Linked DNA regions of Cricetulus griseus: region 1 is linked to region 2. A link is a contact called in public Hi-C data. All regions are on one chromosome and are shown on one strand. Each heading gives the region's core, a stretch centred on a gene start, on an enhancer-like site or on the middle of the called end of the contact. The rest is flanking DNA. Distances are from core to core; before and after follow the strand shown.

Region 1 (2,765 bases), core at 230-2,729, 55 kb before region 2:
TGGACAGAGAGGTAAAGCCCCAGAAGGACAAGCCAAGTGTTTCAAGTTGGTTAGGATACTTGAAGAAGTTAAAATTGTTTAAGCAAAAGAAGAAAGGCACTGATATTCCAGAACCCCAAGGAAAACCAAAGGAGGACTCTGTGGCACTAGTGGGGGGGGTGAGAAAATGAGGGGAAAAGTGTTTCCTACAATACACAGGACACAAACAGAGATGGCCTAGTCCTATAATGACAAAGGGACTTGAGGCGCCACTGTCCCCTTTTGTAGTGAGAAACCATTCCACAGGGGCCTAAGTCCCTGCTCATGCCTCCAGGTTTCCCAGGAACCAAGGTATCTGGGACTAGAGTGGAGGAGGAAAGGAGGAAGACACCCCAAGCAGTACCAGAAGGCAGAATTACCCCCAGAATGTGCTATGGGAAGGGCTGAGACTTTCCTGCAAGTAAGATGGCAGCAATCATGGTGTGCTCAGGTCCAATCAGGTAAAAGCCAGCTCCACCCCCATACACACACACCACCACACAGCCCATATAGCCAAAGTTTCTTTATTAAACAAAGATTGAGGGTTGGAATATACTTTCTCTGATCAAGTTCCAGGGAGACAACAGACACAGTTGATTAAAAGGGGAGGGGGGGTGTTTCCTAAAGACTCAGATCTCAGCCAGGAGGGAGTCAAGACATTTCTACCAGAGATGTAAGATATTGCCCCCACACACACACACACACACACACACACACACACACACACACACACACACACACACACACACACGCATAAGGAAGGAAGGAAGGATGAGCCTCATGAGCCTGCTAAATACAAGTCTAATCCCAGTGTAAGGATGAGAGGCTCCGTGCAGCAAACTCCTTCCTAAGGCAGATTGGAAAGGATACTATCTGCTTTTAATTTCCTCTTTTCATTTGGACCACAGACAACGATGCTAATTCCTCTCTCCCTGCATAGTCAGGGCACTAAGTGCACAGGATATCTCCTGAACTTGTGCCTGTGTGGCCCCTCAGGTACTCCTTCACCCAGAGTTTCCTCACACTTCTGACTTTGGTGCCAGATCATTTGGGACAGAGACAGATGGCAGAACCCACCCACCACCAATGCCATCACTTCCCTGCCTCTCAGAGTGCTTAGGAGGAAGTGGGGGATTCTGGGATAAGCACTGAAGTCTGTACTCCTGGGGAAGGGGTGCTCTCTAAATTTTGGCAAAGGCGTTTCAGTTACTGCCATACCAGGACTCACAGAGGCTCCACCATAGCAAGAAGCGGCATGGACCTGATGAGGGTTGTGAATGCGACCTTCTGACCCCCATTGCCCCAAGCAGTACCTGCCAAGGCCTTGATCCGGGACCTCTCAAAGAGCCTGGCTGAGCTGTTGTCATTGTCTAGCTCATCATCCGGGACATCCCAGCGGGCATTGATCCGGCTGTATGGAGGCTGGTTGCCCACGTTTTCAAACTCTGTGGCCGATGTCATGTCAGCAGGCTCTTCTTAGCAGCTGTGCCTGTCTCAGTCTTCATGGAAGGGTCCCTAGGGGACAGCAACACAGTCAGAGGGTTAGTTTCCAAGCCCCTTGCTGGGTTTCTCAGTGGAAACTTATTAGGGGAATCCAACAGAGGTGGATCCTACAGGAGCCATGCACTGTGCTGCCTGTCAGAGCATATTTCTTCCCCCGGGGTCTCAGGGTCCTGTGTTACAGGATTTTGCCGCAGGAATAACGGCGGCGGCAGTGAGAGTGACTGAGAGCTGCATGCGGCAGGGTCAGGATGGCCAGCAGGTGGAGATGTAAGTCCCAGCCAGCCACTTTCCTTCAAACCTGCTGCCAGGGCTGTGGAGAGCAGCTTGAGAGACAGCTCTCCTGGGAGCCAGAGGCTGGGGGCTGTGAGGTGGCCAAATGAGGAAGAGAACCCCTACTCCTGGTGGTGGAGAGAAGGACAGGCAGAGAAGAGGAGAAGTTGAAAGACGACTGAGTATGGCTTACACGGAGGGGTGGGGGGAACGACAGGCATTGAGAATATCAAGCCGCCACTGAGACTCCAGCCCTAACAACTGGAAAGCCAAGCTCCCCATGAAAGTGTGAGCAGTTGCTAGAATAAGGTCTCCTGTTGAATCCCTAACCAGACCAAGCAGCCCAGAGGAACCTGTTGTCCCATCCAGGCTGGCAACACCAGGCGCTGTATGCAGTGGCAGAGGGAGAACTGGGTATGTTAGAGACTGAGTGCCGAGGAAAAGGAGAGATCAGTGTGATTGGTAAAGAGTTTCCAAGGAAGTTTGGAGGCACTCATGGAAGAACAGGTGGAAAGGGACAAGAGCCCAAGCAAAAGAGAAAAAGCACGGGGGCAGTATCAAAATTAAGAAGCAACCAGCAAGAATGGGGAAGCTGAGGAGTAACTGGAGGACAGAAGAGGTAGAGGAGAAAAGTAAGAGGCTGTAGAGGCCACCTTGGTTACCAACGTCCTTGGCCTTTGGAAAATGATTATCTTCCCTTGTCCACGACATCCAGGCATCTCCCTGGGAACTCAGGGAATTCCAAGTTCAGGTCTGTATTTCAGAATGGGGGCCCAGAGCCTTCAAATTCAAGAGAGTAACAGTGGGTAGAGTGGCTTTGGGGGCAAGGGAAGCAGTCAGATGACAGATGTCAATAGCTATTGGACTATCCATCCCATTCTCACACACCCCAGCACATGGGCTCACACCTGGATGCGCTCCCCAGGAGGCACACACAGGCAGGAAACAACGCTCGGCATGATTCAGTGCTTTGG
Region 2 (3,024 bases), core at 245-2,744:
GTGTTGAAGCTCTTATTTCTTCCACTTTCTGCTATTTCTTAGGGCCAAGTTGTTGGAACTGGCACGAAGGGTATGAGTAGAGTGGGCAGTAGACGCTTGGAGAACAGGAACTCAAAGGGAATGGGATTGGGGGGGAGGGGGTCCTTGAAATATAGTTCTGGGACACTTCATCTTTCTCTTCTCGGTCTACACAGGGCCACTCTGCACGTCCTGCCCGGTATCCAGAGGCCCGGGCCCCCTCTGCTGCCCTGAACTGTCCTCCCAGCCTTGGCGCTGGGCAGCCAGGAGGGAACTAGCCAAGTTCCAGAAGAGGATCCGACACGCCCGGGGGTTGAGAAGCCAGGCAACGAGAGGCACAGGCGCGGGCAGTCGTCAGACTGGTGACAGGCAGAACCCCCCACCCCCTCGCGCGCCCCTTTGCTCACAGGCGAGGGTCCTGGGGGAGGCGGCGGAGAACACACACACCCCAAACCCACTCCCAGCGCCCCGGAGCAACACTCTACTAGTCGGCTTCCCAAAGCTAGCGCCCCACTCGCCCAGCGCCTGCGAAGCCCACGCGGGTTCCCGCGTCCCGGGGTGACGACTGCCGCAGCCGCCAGGGCCTCCCAGGCTCCGCACCCCTCCCGCTCCAAGCTTGGCACCCGGGGCCAGGTCCCCACAGGGCCGGCGCGTCACCCGCCCCCTGGGCCCCGTGCTCCCCGGCGCTGGCTCCGGGGCACCCAGCTCCCTCCCGCCGCGCGGCCCTCGGGGACTCACCTGCGCTGGGGCTGAAGCGGCGGCCACCCCGAGCCCGGGGGCGGCGGCGCAGGGGGAGGAGGGCAGCACGGGGCTCCTGGCACAGTGGCCGCCGGGCGCCTGGTGCTGCGGAGCCGCGGACCCGCCCAGAGATATAAATAACATTATCTGAGGAGGGACATTCCTGCCGGGGGACATCGCTGCTGCCGGGACCAGATAGTCCCGCGGCGGGGGCGGGGAGGCGGGGCCGCAGCCTCCCGCAGCGCCAGGCCCGCCTTCCCCACCCACTCGTGCACCTGCCAATCAGCCTGCGCGCCCGGGGGCACCTGCCCAGCCTCTAGCGCCGCCGCCGCCTGGACCAGGGGCGCCCCAGTCCTCGCTCACCTCCCCTGATCCCACACTCCCCGAGCCCCTAGCCTAGGGAAAAGAGCTCGACTCTGCAGCTCGGGCCTAATTCGTGTGCCCGGAGCTGCAAGCCTGGCGGCGAAAAGGAGTCCTCCCAGCCTTTCCCGCCCTGCGTCCCCGCAGCCTACGATCTGGTTTTGAAAATACACCTAAAGACCCGTTTAGGCCATAGGGTGGGTGAGGAGGGCCCCCGAGCTGTTGCGCCCCTCCTGAGGTCGGAAGGGACAGATTGTTCCCGTGGGCTGGATGCATTAGAAAGCGCGCTCCCGGCCGGCTACAACCCGCTGGTAGTAGGAGCAGACGCTGGGAGAGCAGGGGGTGGGCACTGGGCCGAGGCCCCCGCCCCCAGCCTGCGGGCTCCAGGCCGCGGTTCCAGCTTTCAAGCCTAGTACTGTCCGGGAGAAACCAAGCTATGCAGGTTGGTGGCGCGCAGCCTGCAGTCGCACATTGCAGGGGCCATAATCAACAGGCAAGCGGGCCCACCTGCACCTTCCTGTGAACCCGGGTCTCCGGGTAGGACCCGGCTTTCTAACTGCAAGCTTTGGTGGAGTGGGGTACAGTAGGCCAAAAGCAAGGGTGCCTAGGAAGAACCGTAAGGGATTAGGGAGAGGGAGGGACACAGACGAACATGGGCGGCTTGCAGGGCAGCTGTTTCCTTGACTTCTCAACAATACAAGGTCATTGCTCTGTAAGGCTTGCTGCGCTCCTTTCTGTACCTTTCGTCATTTTTTGCTTTTGTTTTTTTCTCCACACACTATGCCTGGGATGATCTCTCGCGGACCATCAACTCAGGTAATCACAGGTGTAACGGAGACAGAAGTGGCGATTAAAAAGAGCATAGATGCAGAAGGGAGTTTTAACTTTGATGCTCCCAGAAATTCTTAAGAAGAAACAGCCCTACTCTTGGCTTGTTTGCTTGGGTGTATAATTATGTTGTTTTCTGGGATTCATCAGCAAAGGGTGTTCAATTGCCAGATGTTCAAGCTTAGTTTGTGTAGTAAAGGTATGCAAAAGATATCTAACTAACTGCTTCAGTCACACTTTTGGGGAGTAGGTATTTGGACATTAGGAAATCCCAAATAAGATAAAATCCACAGGTATGACAAAGCCACAGGACTTTCCACTCCCTTTTGCCTGAGTCCTTCTTACAAACCGATTTCCCTAATGGCACTAATCTTACCAGGAAGAGGTTAGCAGTGATTTCCCTCCCCCTTCCCCACAGTTGGATAAATTCTAGAATCCTTTGCATGGAGCTGGGGCTGTAGCTCTCCAGGAGAGCCCACTTTTAACACTCCAAAGGCCCTGGGGCTCCCCAGCATCCCAAATAATTTGCTTTGCTTGTTACTGGGTTAGAAACTGTCTTTTTAAGAATCAAATTCTGGCAGAAACAAACAAACAAATGCAGGCCAACTTCAAAAGCTGAGACTTATCACAAGTAAAAATCCTTGATCTATTTTTGAAAGAAAAAAAAAGGAAGTTATATATTTATATTTTAAACATTGTGTGACTAAACTTATTAAATAAATTCATGAATCCCAGAATTGCAGCTTTGCTGCTATATAATTGTATATTACAGGAAACAGATAATTCTTAGCTATAGGTTTGTGGCTCAGAACTGAATGGTTGCACACATATTTTCCTTTGGAGCATTCAAATTTATAATTTTCAACCACAAGAAAAAAATTAATATCAAGAAAGCTCCAAAGCAGCAGGCAGATTACCCCAAGATTTTACAAACCAGCTCGTCTACAGTATCTATCTCCACTTTAGCTGAATGATAAATAATTCAATACAACCTCATTTGCTGCAGATCCTGTTATCCTAACATCCCCAAATGCATCCCAGCTAATAGAGTTACAGTAAAATGATAAATCAGAACTCAGT

Evidence for each region. A called contact is a pair of places that touch in the nucleus more often than the background predicts.
Region 1: a Hi-C map of liver shows a contact between it and region 2, with 5 times the contacts expected there. The contact joins the promoter of Sptb here to the enhancer-like site in region 2. A contact is called at or near these places in 2 of 8 Hi-C or Micro-C datasets (fibroblasts and liver).

The regions. Positions count from the first base shown.
Region 1 is chr5:126,834,123-126,836,887 of CriGri-PICRH-1.0, reverse strand. Sptb (spectrin beta chain, erythrocytic) reads right to left here and starts at 1,479. Exons shown (of 35, transcript XM_035445724.1): 1 at 1,332-1,479. The coding sequence starts at 1,479.
Region 2 is chr5:126,778,636-126,781,659 of CriGri-PICRH-1.0, reverse strand. No RefSeq gene overlaps it. Among named protein-coding and RNA genes, the nearest start is that of Churc1, 24 kb to the right of the region's middle. Within about 2 kb of position 1,494, at least 2 of the 6 cell types and tissues checked have open chromatin away from gene starts, as enhancers often do.